2 separate regions of the Sus scrofa genome follow, and region 1 is linked to region 2. A link is a contact called in public HiChIP or PLAC-seq data. All regions are on one chromosome and are shown on one strand. Each heading gives the region's core, a stretch centred on a gene start, on an enhancer-like site or on the middle of the called end of the contact. The rest is flanking DNA. Distances are from core to core; before and after follow the strand shown.

Region 1 (7,021 bases), core at 2,270-4,769, 470 kb before region 2:
CTGCAGGTGTGGCCATAAAAAGAAAAAAATAAAGGTGATGAAGATGGACAGAACTTTTAAAGTTTGAGAGACTTCCTTGACCTCCTGATGTTGGCTGGACTTCACTAATGTTTATATAGATCAGCCCCTTCCCACAGAGTAAACTGTTTCCCGATGCCCTCAGAGCTGGGCTGCCTCCTCTTGTCTACTTTAAGAATCTACTCCCTGGAGTTCTCACTGTGGTGCAGCGGGTTAATGATCCAGCTTGTCTCTGTGGAGGCACTGGTTCAATCCCTGGCCTGGCACAGTGGGTTAAGGATCCAGCGCTGCCATGGCTGTGGTGTAGGTCACAGCTCTGGCTCAGATTCAATCCCTGGCCCAGGAACTTCCATATGCTGCAGGGGTGACTGGGGAAAAAAAAAAAAAAAAGCACTCACTCTCTGAAATAATCATGAAGGGGTCAGGAGAGACAAGAAATGGGCTTTGGTATTTTTCCTCTAGGATCTAAGCTGAAATTATGATCCTGGAAAAGCTGAAATGTACAGCACTAGCCCCTCAGCTCTGAGAAGCTCCCAGGCATTCCTGATACGTGGGCAGGTAAGGTGTGGCTCAGAATGACAAGTGTCCTTTCTAATGACCAGCCTTGAAAGGAAATTTGAGTGTCAGTGTTGCAAAGACCCCATGAGATACACACGGGAAAAGAGGTAGACTCTGCTCTCATACCCTGTTCATGAAGGAAGGCTACACAACAGTCTAGGACTGAGGGGATGCAGAATGTCTGAAGATGTGTAACCAGCAGCAAAAGAGCTAAAGAGGACAGAAACACAGGCCCAGCTGGCCTAAGACATCCAAGGCACTGTGGGCTTGCAGTTTAGCTCATCCATTCCCATCTGGGCATTCTCCCTTCTGAAGCCTCACCAAGGGTTCAGTTAGGCAGCATGCCTGCTGATACTTCTTTTGAGTGCATACTGGAAGCTTGGTTTGGGCATTTTACCTGGCATCTAATCTAGGCCCTGGTGTGTATTGGTTCTGAAAACTGGGACATCATCTCCAATTTATCGAATTCCTCCAAGTGTCCCTGCAACTGATTTACACACATGCTGTCCCCTCCCCCATGCGCTGTGCACCACAGATGCAAGTTTCTGATGGTCCCCACCCACCCCTGCCACCAGCTGCTATACACTCCCACTTACTCTCACAGGCCCCCAGAGGCCCCCAGGGAGTCCCCAACACACACCTCCGTCCTTATCTGGGGGAGGGGACTGGGTTGTTGGAAACTTCAATCAAGCAGGGATGTTAACAGCTGCAGGGACACCCAAGGAAACAGTGAGTCTTAAAAAGGAAATATTTGTAGAATCTGTCCCCAGGACCTACTTTTTTTGGGGGGGGAGGTTGTCACACTCGCAGTATATGGAAATTCCCAGGCTAGGGGTTGAATCGGAGCTATAGCAGCCAGCCTACACCACAGCCACAGCAACGCGGCATCTGAGCTGTGTCTCACCAAACCACAGCTCACAGCAGTGCCGGATCCTTAACCCATTAAATGAGGCCAGGGATCCAACCCACATCCTCGGGGTACTGAGCCATGAAGGGAACTCCCTTCCCATGACATTTTAGGACTTCTGAAAATGGCCTGTCATTTCCCACTGTGGGAAAAAACCCACAGCGATCACTGGCCCCCTTCAGGTCACAAAATCTCTTCTGTGTCTGACCCTCCAGACAGGCTTGGGTGGAGAGGCTGGCCTCACACAGACTGCAGAGATCTGGGGATGCGTGTGTATGCCAGCAGCCTCACAAACATGCGGACATCTGCCTCTCCCTCGGACACATTTCTCAGGTGATAAATGTGGGCGTCTGTGTCAGTGGGAACTTCTTCTGGAGTGGGCCGGGTAACGCTGTTAGGCAGAACTCTCGACAGACTCATAGGCCCCTCACAGCGCCCCTCCACACCCCACTAACTGTACACGACAAGCAGTTAGTGTGTGGTGAGGAACTCTTTCTCCTTCCTTTTTCCTGCCCACAGCTGCAGTGGGGCCCCGGGTCTCAGGGGGCGGATGTCACCTGCCAGGGGTGGGCTTTTTCCCCGCTCCATACCTGGTCTTGTTCCAGGCTCTTAACCCCAGTGAACCCTTTGGGTGGTCACATCCTGGTAAAAGAACTTTAGGGAGCACCTCAACACCACTGCTCAGCAGGCCCTCCTCCCCCACTGTTTCCTCTCCATCAGACAGGCCTCTCTGTCCCTGGTTTTCCCCTACAAATGCCCTTTTTTCAGTGGGGCTGGGTGTAAAGGGACAAAGTAGGGACTTTTTAAAAGGAAGAACTTTACTAGGGAAGTAAGAGAGGAACCAAAATCAAAGCAAGGAAATATCAAAACCTTGGCTGTTTCAGTCTGCCCATTCAGAACCCAGCCCTGCCCTGTTTCTTTGCCTCCCCTCTGAGAAGCTCTGGCCCAACTTCATCCATGTGCAAGACCTTTGCTTGCCCGACCCCTGACCCCTGACAAGGTGCACGAACAGTCAGTGCTCCAGGCTGTTCCAGAGGAGCACAAGCAGGGGTGTCCCTCACTCCAGTCCAGCCTGTCCCAGAGCTTCTGCCTCCTGGACTCAGCTTGCTGGGTCCAGCTTAGATATTAGAACACAGAGGTTTCCATGAGTGGCCAGAGGGTAGGATGGAACGAGGAAGGGGCTGACTGTCAGTAGGGCAAAAAGGGTGGAGGGGGAAAGGCTGCGAAGCGAGAGTAGAGAGTCGAGGGGTGTTTACATAAGAGAATCAGTTTGGTCCCAGATTTTCTGCATCCTCCCAAGGATTGCCACATTCCCAGGAAGAGCTTTGGATCGAGAACTTCCCTGTATGTGGGATTCTTGGCAGCTGTCTAGGACTACAGCAGGAGGGGAGCTGGGCCCATCCCCCCAACCCCCAAACTGACGGAGAGAAAAGTCCCACCAAATCAGGGACCCTTTTCTGGGAACCCACACCTGCGGGGAACGCCAGGATGAACCCCATTGCTAGGACACCCCCCTTCCTCCCGAGAAGCAATGACTGGGGAGATACTCCATAGACAGCTCAGCACAAAAAAGCTCTGACTACACACAGAAAGCCTCCGGACTGGGAAGTGAGGTGAGGAATGTGGGGCAAATCAAGGGAGAGGATGAGGGTGGGTGTTTGAAGCCCAGCTCTGCCAAAGTGGGTCTGGGATGCATGAAAGGGGAGCACAGGCAGGACACAGGAATGAGCCTCAGTAATGTTTCTGTGACACCTCACAACCCCAAACCCCATGCTCTGGACCTCAATTTCCCCTCCCCTGCCCCTCTAACTGGGGATCAGGGGTCCCGTTTGCTTCACTGAACCCATCTGTCTGAGACCAGCTCATATCTTCCTCTTTTGTGACTGTAAGTCACAAGGCAAAGCACTAAGCTGTGTGTAGTCACAGAGGGAACACAGAACCTAAAAGTGTGAAGGGACAGAGGGGAAAGTGGCAAGGAAAGCCTGGAGCCCGTGGAAGAGGGGGGAGACAGGTGGGAGCAGAGGTCCCCAGGATCATGGCTGAGGCCATCACCTACGCAGACCTGCGGTTTGTGAAGGCTCCCCTGAAGAAGAGCGTCTCCAGCCGCCTAGGACAGGGTAAGGGTGGATGAATGTCGCCTTGATGCTGCATCTCCAACCTCCTTCCTGCCCCTCCTTCCACACCCAGATCCCACCTTTTCTCTCCTCTCCAGACCCAGAGGCTGATGAAGATGGAGAACTCACCTATGAGAATGTTCAAGTGCCCCCAGGCCCAGGGGGGCCCTCGATCTTGGCTCCTTCTGGATTAGGGAACAACACAGGTCTGGAGAGCCCAGGGGATGTGTGTCTGCCTGGGGTGGGGTGGTGGGGGTGGTGCTGTGTCTTGAGCTGGGGCGTCCTCAGCATTCTTGGGAGGACAATACCCTTGGAGAGGAGAGGTGTTCTCAGGAAGAGAGTGAACACCACTTATGGGGGCCAGGGAAGGATGAAGCTCCGAGGGTGTGTGTGTGGGGGATCCCAGTGGGGAGCTAGGGCTTTGACGAAGGACCAGGGCAGCCCTGTGGGGAGCTGCGCTCCAATGAGAAATGGGGGGTCCCGGGAGAGAGAAGGGAGGGGAGGGGAGAAGGGTGAGTGCACTCCTGGGGAGAGGGTTTGGGGCAGGCAAATGAGGGGCCCCTGAGGAAAAGATAAAGGGAGACCCAGGAGGGCGACAGAGGGTCCCCCGGGAAGAACAAGGTAAGACCCAGGAGGAACACGACAGTCCCAGGGGAGAAGAGGAACTCCGGGGACCCCGGGCACCGCTAAGGGTGTCCCGGAGCAGTGGCAGAAGGCACCTTAGGACCGACTGGGATCTCGCCGCGGTGAGGGGGGTCGGGGAGGGAGAAGGGGCTTTTCCCCGGCCTTCCTGTCTTCAACCTGGGACCGCTCCCTTCCGCAGGGGCGCAGACTGAGCAGCCAACGGCCGCCTGGAGCTCCTCGACGTCACCAGCTGCCAGGCGGATTCTCCCGCGTGAGTAACGCACGCTCCTCGCCACGCGCGCGCCGCCCTCCGCCCTCCGCCCGGCGGGGCCGCGCGCGGGACCTCGTGCTGGGCGCCTTTCCCCGCCGCTCCCCCTCCAGGGTCCGCGAGGGTGGTCGCGGGAGTCACGTGCGAGCGCCCGCTCCCATGGGTGGTAGTGCTCCGCTCGGAGGTGTGCAGGTCTGGCCAGGGACTGACCTTACTCTGGTCCGCATTCCCTTCTTCGCCCTCTCCCCGGTCTCCATCTGACATTTAGTTCCAGGTCCTACCAGGTAGTGCGCCTCAGTCAGTCCTTACCAGTAACAATGCCCAGCCCTACTTCTGGAACACCTTCCCTCCGCTACCTGCAGAAACTCTGCGGGACAGAAACCACCATGCGTGCTCCAAGTCCTCTGTGGGATGTTCCTTCCCATGAATCTCCCACACTCCCACCCCCTCAGTCTGTTAACTTTCCTGGGGTTCATGAACCCCCATTCCACTGTCTCCCTGCAGGCTGCGCTCGGTACTTCCTTCTGGGCCTGCTCCTCACCTGCCTGCTGTTAGGGGTGGCCGCCATCTGCCTGGGAATGCGCTGTGAGTATGGCGACTACCCCCCATTTCCCACATGCCCCAGACAACCTGCTCCCCCACAGTTGCCCTTCCTCCCCAGCGCCCCGAGTTACCACTACCACATCCTCAGCCTTTCCTCTGGCTTCCAGCCAGGTCTGCTTCAGAGCACTGTGTCTTTCTAAATTGTCTTTAACTAATCCAGTACCTCCTTAAGCTTTAGGCAGTCAGATCTTATAGTCCAGCCTGTTAGGCAGAAAAATTGCCAAGAAACAGAAAAAGGGCTGACGCTGAAGTCTCAGGGCATCAGAGCATGGCTGAAGATGTCCTTCAAATTTTTCTTTATGGCCAAACAGATCTGCAGGTGTCTCGGCAGCTCCAGCAGATGAGCAGGGTTCTGGAAGCCACTAACAGCACCCTGAGGCAGCAGCTGCGCCTAAAGATAACCCAGCTGGGGCAGAGGGAAGAAGATTTGCAGGGGTCCAGGAAGGAGCTGGCTCAAAGTAAGGAAACACTACAAATGGAACAGAAGATTTGCCAGACTACCAGAGAGGAGTTGCAGGCCTGCCAGTTGGACAGGAAGACGACAGATGAAGCCTTGAAAAACAAGGAGGTACAGAGGATAAACTTGGAGCGGAGGCTGAGAAGTATGCAGGACACACTGAAGCCCTTCTTTACATGCTCCTCACCAGGTATGTGCTCTGAGAGAGAAGAGATGGGAGGGTCTGCTGTGAGCAATGGATCGAAGTGAGGAGACACTTGTGACAGGGGTCTGTCCATCTATTAGGGGACCATTGAGTTGTTCAGGAAAGGGGTAGTGAACCGGAATACTTGCCTTGGCCAACGGGGAGAAGGATCTAGCTGGATAAGGATTTAGGGGGACTCACCTAGCTCAAAGGAGGATCCTGTCAAAGGAGGATCCTGTGGAGGAGAGGAGGGTGGCAGCCAGCAATGCAAAATGACACTGTCCAGAGCAGCAAAGTCAGGGCTCATCTGGCTTGACATCAGCATCAAGGATCTGGGCACACCTGAATATGGTTGTGCAATTGGTTGTTTGCATGTTTTTTCTAAAGACAGGCTCTATAGCTTTCTTTCTTTCTTTTTTTTTTTTTTTTGCTTTTTAGGGCCACACCCATGGCATATGGAGGTTCCCGGGCTAGGGCGGCTAGGGGTCTAATCGAAGCTACAGCTGCCAGCCTATACCAGAGCCACAGCAACGCCAGCCGCATCTGCGACCTACTCCATAGGTCATGGCAATGCCGCATCCTTAACCCACTGAGCGAGGCCAGGCATCGAACCCACAACCTCATGGTTCCTAGTTGGATTTGTTTCCGCTGCACCATGACGGGAACTCCAGGATCTATAGCTTTACTTCATTCTTTCCACACCTGAGATTCCCCAAAAGATTAAAAATAACTGATGGAAAAGGTGCAGTCTTGGGTGGGATAAAAAAAGCCGAAGCTCTCACAGTGAGGAGGGTGGGGGTGTGATAGGGCAGGGAACTAGGGTGGGTTGCTTATCCACTTTGAAAGGAGGAGCCCAGCCAGTATGTGGGGATGAGGGAGAGGGAGACATAGAAGGTTTGCCAAAGTAGGCTGAGGTTGAGGCAGTGTCCCTGGCCCAAGGGTACTGGAATGTTCATGGACTGGTTGTCTAGAGGTTAGGCTTTGTCTGGCTCGGGGGCATCTGGATACTCTCCCCAGGCTTAAAACAGAGAGATTTTGTAAGACACCTCCAGCCCTCATTTCTCCAACCTTCTGATTCTCTACAAACCTCAGTTCCATGCCAATGCTGCTTCCATCCCCACAGCTGCTCCCTAGACCTCAGCATCCCAAACTGCTCATCTGAGGAAAGGATGGCTTTAGATCTTCACTCTGACCCCCACTGGCCTCCTCCTGGCTTTCCCCATACTTTTTCTTTAACCTCACAGAGGCTTCCAACCTTCCAACCTGCCAACTCCCATTTCCTCCCTTC
Region 2 (7,398 bases), core at 3,090-5,589:
GGTATAGTATGAGGGATGAACAGGGCATGAGTCTTTGAGGGTTGGTGCTAGTACAGGAGCTTTGGGGTACCCTAACCTCATAGGTCAAGCTGTCTCTTTTCTTCCAGGAGAGGCCAGTGCAGTTCTGGCCAAGGCCAAGGCTAAAGCTGAAGCTATTCGCATTCTGGCTGCAGCTCTGACACAACATGTAAGAGGCCCCCTGGGGGGAGTAAGAGACAGGAAGTGACAGTAAAAGAAGTTCTCTCTTATATTCTTTGGAGAAATTCCTGTCTTTTTGGTTCCATTGAGCCAGATTACATGATCTCTTGTACGGTGATCTGCATATCCTCTTTCTAGGAAACTGACTTCTCTCCACTTCCTCCCCCCCCCACCCTAAATCTGTGATTTCTGATTTTTATCCTCCCTGTGGCCACAGAATGGAGATGCAGCAGCCTCACTGACTGTGGCCGAGCAGTATGTCAGCGCGTTCTCTAAACTGGCCAAAGACTCCAACACTATCCTGCTGCCCTCCAACCCTGGCGATGTCACCAGTATGGTGGCTCAGGTTAGAGTGCCCCAAGGACCTGGCTAAGAGCACAGTGAGACCCTACCACCACCATCATCATTTTTACCACAGGGACCTTTAGAGTGCCCTGAGACCTAGACCTCTCTTCATCCCCTGATAAGACCTCTCAAGACATCGTATTTTTTTTTTTCTTCAGATGCCTGTATTAGTATTTTGAGGGTGACCCTGCTATGGTAGTTTATAACATTCCTAGAACTAATTCCAAAGCCTATAAGACTTAGGCTTGAGGCTGGCTGGGTTTGTGGGGGTGGGGAAGCTTACTGCCCCTGGCTCCACCTTTTAGCCATTGGTGGGTGGTGTTATGCCTTCTGTTATGTGTCCTCATGGTTCTCTCTCTGTCCCTCTCCTCAGGCCATGGGTGTGTATGGGGCCCTCACCAAAGCCCCAGTGCCAGGGCCTCAGGACTCAGTCTCCAGCAGGAGCAGCAGAGATGTCCAGGGCACAGATGCAAGTCTTGATGAGGAACTCGATCGAGTCAAGCTGAGTTAATGGAGTTGGGCTTAGTCAGGGAGGCGGGGGATAGGGAAGCAGCATTCCCAGACTCTGGCTATAGCCTCCCTGCCAAGATTTTGGTTATTATTTTTTTATTTGAACTTTAATCATGTAATAAACTGGCCAATGGCAAAACAAAAACTGTTCTCGTTGATTGGGGAGTGAAGTTGGGAAAGTCACCAATGTTTTCCTTGGATGTTCACTGCCACTCCAGTCCTGTCAGGTCTTGGGAACGGATTCCTTCGTGAACAAGAATGAACCTCATGTAAAGTGAAATCGTCCTGTCTGTCTTCAGGAGAAACCGTGGGATACAGTGGAAAGATTAAGCCACATGTCTACTGAACTGCCTGCTGGGGAGTGTAGTCCTCCCCCTTCCTAAGTGTGGAGCTGTGAATTTGAGCAGGTGTTGGATTGTTTTTGTTTGTTTGTTTGTTTTAAATGGGAAAGAGGACTGCCCTGATAGAGTAGTACTGCTGAATGCTCAAAGGGTGCTCAGGGACTTGGGACACTCATTCATTCAAAAACACCTAATGATTGGGAGTTCCTGTTGTGGTTGAGAGGTTTAAGAACCTGACTAGTATCCATGAGGACACAGGTTTGATCCCTGGCCTCGCTCAGTGGGTTAAGGATCCAGCGATGGCGTGAGCTGTGGTGTACGTCGAAGATGAGGCTTGGACATGGTGTGGCTGTGGTGAAAGCTGGCAGCTGCACCTCTGATTAAGGCCTATGGCAGAGAAGTTGGGACCTTTGGAGCTTCTCACTGTGGCTGAAGGGTGGGGTGTTGGGGAGAGGTGACAACATGTCAAGGCCCAAATCACAGGGAAATAGAGTCCCCCACTCTGAAAAGTTTGGACTTTGTCCAGGGAGGAGGGGCATGAAAGTTTTTTTTCCCCTTTCCATGAAGAATGTTAAGAAGATTAAGGCACAATAAAAAATAAATTAAAAAAAAAGATTAAGGTAATAACAGTGTTTTAGCTAGAGCTGTCCTGCAGCAATGTAACCAGAGGATTTGAACGAGAGATGAGAGGCTGGAAGGACCATAAGAAGGCTGCCTCTGATCCTGGAGAGGGTGATGAGGCCTGAGCTGAGGTAAGGGGCTTTGAGGATATTTCAACATATTTCTGAATTAGAATTTATTCACTTAATAACTATTTATTGAATCTCAACTATATGCCAGGCACTGAGGATATAGTAATAAAATTCCCTACTCCCAGTGAGCTTACATTCTATTTGGAAGGGACAAATCATCATATCAGCAGTTCCCTGATGGCTCAGTGGGATAAGGAATCAGTATTGTCACCGCTGTGTCTTGGGTTGCTGCTGTGGTACAGGTTCAGTCCCTGGCCCAGAAACTTCCACATGCCATGGACATGGCCAAAAAAAAGAAAAAAGAAAAAAGAAAGACGTACAGTATTTCAGATGCTGATGAGTTGTACTATAAAGGAAATTAAAGGAAGGGAGATGGGGAATTTGAGTAGAAGGGGCTGTAACATTAAGTAGAGGGTTGCAGGAAACCTCATTGATGTACATTTAAGCTTAGATATGGAAATTAGGGGAAGGCCATCTGGGTATCTGAGAATAAAGCTGACAGAGGAGATTGCAAATGCAAAGGTCCTGAGGCAGAGTACACTGCCTTGTAATTGGAAGTGCAAAGCAGCTGCAGTGGACAGCAAAGTTAAGGAAGCAAAGAAGTTGTAACTAGCTAAATCAGAGAGGGAAGTGGGGAATTTGTGTGTAGGAGCTGGCCATGTAGGGCAACTACAAGAACTTAGGCTTCACTCTGATTTGAGAAAATGTTGGAGAAGTTGTTTTGTTTTTAATTGAAGTTTTTCAGATACAATTCACATACAATGCAATGCACCTGCTTAAAGTGTAAATTCAATAATTTGTAGTATATTCACAGAATTGTGCAACTGTCACAATTTAGAACATTTTCATCACTGCTTCCCCATCCCCACCCTACCACAAAAACCCTGCACCCATTAGTAGTCAGTCCTCTCCCCCCAGCCTTAGACAACCACTACTTTACTTTGTAGATTTACTGTAAATGGAATAATATGTGCTATTTTGTTATTTATTGCCTTTTTTACTTAGCGTGTTTTTTTGTTTTTGTTTTTTTTTTCTATTTCTTTGGGCCGCTCCCGCGGCATATGGAGGTTCCCAGGCTAGAGGTCGAATCGGAGCTGTAGCCACTGGCCTATGCCAGAGCCACAGCGACGCGGGATCCGAGCTGTGTCTGCAACCTACACCATGGCTCACAGCAACGCCGGATCCTCAACCCACTGAGCAAGGGCAGGGACCGAACCCGCAACCTCATGGTTCCCAGTCGGATTCATTAACCACTGCGCCACGATGGGAACTCCCTTAGCGTGTTTTTTAAGTTTTATTCATGTAGTAGCATGTAGCAATACTCATCTTTTTTTTTTTTTTTGCCAAACACTATTCTATTGTATAGATATAGCATATTTTGTTCATCCATTCATCAATGAAGGGCATTTGTGTTGTTTCTACCTTTTGGCTATTATGATAATGCTACCATGAACCCTCGAGTGTGCAATTTTTTGTGTGAACACATGTTTTTCATTTCTCTTGGGTATAATACCTATGAGTGGAATTGCTGGGTCATATGGTAACTCTATGATTAACCTTCTGAAGAACTTGCTGGACTGTTTTCCAAAGTTGCATTTTACAATTCTAACAGCAGTGTATGAGGGTTCACATTTCTTCACACCTACGCCAATACTTGTTATTCACCTTTTTTATTACAGCCATCCTCGTGGGTCTGAGGTGGTATCTCCAGCATTCCCCTGATGGCTGATGATGTTGAGCATCTTCTTATGTGTTTATTGGTCATGCATCTATCTTTTGTGGAGAAATGTCCTTCATATCTTTGCTGATTTTAAAATTGGACTGTCTTTTTATTATTGCGTTGTAAGAATTAGTGAAAGACTTGGAGTTCCCGTAGTGGTGCAGTGGTTAAGGAATCCAACTTGGAACCATGAGGTTGCGGGTCCGAGCCCTGGCCTTGTTCAGTGGGTTAAGGATCTGGCGTTGCCGTGAGCTGTGGTGTAGGTTGCAGACGCGGCTCGGATCCCGCGTTGTTGTGGCTCTGGTGTAGGCCAGCAGCTACAGCTCCAATTAGACCCCTAGCCTGGGAACCTCCATATGCCTCGGGAGCGGCACTAGAAAAGGCAAAAAAAAAAAAAAAAAAAAAAAAAAAAGGCAAAAAAAAATTAGTGAAAGACTAGCAGAGAATGAATAAAAACGCATCAGTTGGAGTCAGCTTGGCAAAAAGGGGGTAATAAATACTGTCCTTATTTTATAGATGAGGTAATGCCCAGTAATGACAATGAGTGGCAGAGCTAGGACTTAAGCTAAGTTTGGTTCCAGAAGCACAGATCTTAGTCTTAACCAAGAATGGACAGTGGTTCCCAGAACTTTTTAGCTTAGTGCCTTGCCCCCAATGCTAAATTACCATAATCTCCCACCGATTCCTTCTCTGGCCAGCCCTGCGTTCCTTGCCGAACTTCCTCGGAGGCGCCAGCAGGTGGCGATGGGCATCCCTCGCGGGCTGCTCTATCCAGCGCACGCACCTCTGTGGTGCCAGGCCGCCGGCGCCGCCGCTGCACTTCCGGGCGCCGTTTAAGGTGAGCCAGGGTCTCCCCAAACCCCCTTAAGCTGCCTTTTCCCCTTAGTAAAGAACCCTCCCACCCCGCTCACAGAGGTCGCAGTCTGGCAGGTCTAGTACCCGGGTCTGGGTGCCTAGGCGGAGGCCGGGTGGCCATCGGAGGAGGTAGAGCCATCTGGACGATTGGTCCCGGCGAGGCCCAAACGCCTCAGAACCTCGCGCCTCTGCTCTGCTGCGCCGGAGAGCTCGCGCTTCTGGTCTCTTGGCGATCCTGGCAGTCCGGAAGCGGAGTAGGACTCCTTCCTTTCGTTCCCTCGAGCCCCGCCAGGCGGCGCCGTGAGCCTGGCCGGGATTCCCCCTGCGACTGCGAGCTTTGACCACCCCAGGGGTGTTGAAATTGGCGAGGAGAGAGGCGGAGAAACGGGCTGTCAGAAAGCAGTCTACCACTTGGAATAAGTTTCTCTCGTGGACTGTGTTTTCCATCATTAGGATCTCCTGGAGCACATGTGCAAATGCCTGTGCTGCATTGCCGAAGATCCTGATTCAGGGGATCTGGGGTGGCGCCTGGAAATCAGCATTTTAAAACAGCCGCTCCAGGTCGATGCCCATAGTCTGCGCACCTCACCTTCAGAAACTCTGGTATAACTGGTGGAGAGGAACATTGCACTGGGTTGGCTATGGGAGTGTTTATCTTGAGGAAGACTTCCAAGAGGAAGTGATCCTAGCTGGGCTTTGTATTGAGAGACTAGAAAATCCACTGGTTCTTTGCTTTACAGTTATGAATTCCCTCCCCCGCCACCACCAGGATGCAGAAGATCTCAGTACTGCTCTTCCTGGCCTGGGTCAGCTTCCTCTTCTATGCCGGCATTGCTCTCTTCACCAGTGGCTTCCTGCTCACCCGATTGGAACTCAACAACCACAGCAGCTGCCAAGAGCCCCCAGGCCCCGTGTTCCTACCATGGGGGAGCCAAGGGGAGCCTGGGGCCTGCTGGATGGCTTCCCGATTCCCCCGGCTTGTGTTGGTGGTGATAGATGCTCTGCGATTTGACTTTGCAAAGCCCCAGTTCTCACACGTTTCTGGGGAACCTCCTGTCTCGTTGCCCTTCCTGGGCAAACTGAGTTCCTTGCAGAGGATCCTGGAAAGTCAGCCTCACCATGCCAGGCTCTACCAATCAAAAGTTGACCCCCCAACCACCACCATGCAGCGTATCAAGGCCCTCACCACCGGCTCACTGCCAACCTTTGTTGATGCCGGCAGTAATTTTGCCAGCTATGCCATAGCAGAAGACAATCTCATTAAGCAGCTTACCAGCACAGGTTAGTCTGGGCCTCTTTGGAGGCCAGGAGTACCTTGGCGAATTTCTTCCTTAGAAGTAGCCAGAACTCTGGGTGCCCAGCTGCATGTTTAACTAGGAGTACAGAGAAGGAGAGTTACAACCCTGCATGCTGGGAGTGCAGGTCCGGGCTTTGTCCTTCTGGAGTTTCTAATCTGCTTGGGGTATTGGTTTTACTTTGGGAGAGCTCTCAGTAAAGGGGCAGGGGAAAGACCCAAGAGAAGATGTGGGTCTAAGAGTTCCCTTCGTGGCTCAGTGGTTAACGAATCTGACTAGAAACCATGAGGTTGCAGGTTCGATCCCTGGCCTTGCTCAGTGGGTTAAGGATCCGGCATTGCCATGAGCTGTGGTGTAGGTTACAGATGCGGCTCGGATCCTGTGTTGCTGTGGCTCTGGTGTAGCCGGTGGCTACAGCTCCAATTAAACCCCTAGCCTGGGAACCTCCATATGCTACAGGAGCGGCCCAAGAAATGGCAAAAAAAAAAAAAAAAAAAAAAAGATGTGGGTTTAGTGTTCTCACAAGTGAGGAGAGATCAGAGGGTCCAGGCTCTGTCCACTCACTGACTGGGAAAAAGGAAGGTGTACCAGGAAAAACAGAAAAACAGATAGCCAGGGATTGAGAACTAGCACAGCTTTTTGTAGGAATAAGGAATAAGTGGTCTGGGTGGTACATGGTTATCAGGGCAAGCTTCCTGGCAGAAAATTTTAGGCCTTGAAGGATAAAGAGTTGTTGGATGGACCTGCTGTGACTCAGTGCATGGTTTGGATTCTGATAGATCTGTAGAAGGTCCCTCCTGTTCCCCGTCCTCTGACTCCTGCTCCGGCTATGACTCACTCTTGTGTCTTTGTAGGAAGGCGTGTGGTCTTCATGGGAGATGAAACTTGGAATGATCTTTTTCCTGGAGCTTTCTCCCAAGCTTTCTTCTTCCCATCATTTGATGTCCGAGACCTGCACACAGTGGACAGTGGTATCCTGGAACGTCTCTACCCAACCAGTGAGCATGGGGCCAGAGACAGGCCTAAAACTAGGAGCTGGGGAGGGCTGCTTCAGTCCACAAATTCTGTGTGCAATGGCCTGGACTTGTTCCTGAACGTAGGAGCATCAGAACCTAGGTGGAGTTGAGGAGTGAGCCTTAGTCCCCTGTGCTCACGTTCTCTCTTCTACAGTGGACAGTGGTGAATGGGATGTGCTGATTATTCACTTCCTGGGTGTGGATCACTGTGGCCACAAGCATGGACCTCACCATCCTGAAATGGCCAAGAAACTTAGCCAAATGGACCAAGTGATCCAGTGAGTGTGGATGTTGGCTGGGGGTGGGGATGGGTTTGTGAATGAGAATGTCATGGTATGTGGTCCCAAGCAAGAGAAAAAAAAAATC

Evidence for each region. HiChIP or PLAC-seq counts read pairs in DNA pulled down with a chosen protein or histone mark.
Region 1: an H3K27ac HiChIP or PLAC-seq map of alveolar macrophages shows a contact between it and region 2. The contact joins the promoter of CD72 here to the promoter of PIGO in region 2. A contact is called at or near these places in 1 of 5 promoter capture datasets (fetal liver), 2 of 47 Hi-C or Micro-C datasets (mesenteric adipose tissue and skeletal muscle) and 2 of 2 datasets of contacts at active chromatin or transcription factors (alveolar macrophages and skeletal muscle).

Annotation. Positions count from the first base shown.
Region 1 is chr1:236,349,926-236,356,946 of Sscrofa11.1, reverse strand. CD72 (CD72 molecule) reads left to right here and starts at 3,519. Exons shown (of 9, transcript NM_001097493.1): 1 at 3,519-3,600; 2 at 3,696-3,803; 3 at 4,421-4,492; 4 at 4,994-5,074; 5 at 5,404-5,739. The coding sequence starts at 3,519.
Region 2 is chr1:235,885,279-235,892,676 of Sscrofa11.1, reverse strand. PIGO (GPI ethanolamine phosphate transferase 3) reads left to right here and starts at 4,339. Exons shown (of 10, transcript XM_021065447.1): 1 at 4,339-4,704; 2 at 5,462-6,002; 3 at 6,871-7,014; 4 at 7,187-7,310. The coding sequence starts at 5,492. STOML2 (stomatin-like protein 2, mitochondrial) reads left to right here. Exons shown (of 10, transcript XM_013986316.2): 8 at 108-187; 9 at 416-544; 10 at 917-1,198. The coding sequence ends at 1,054.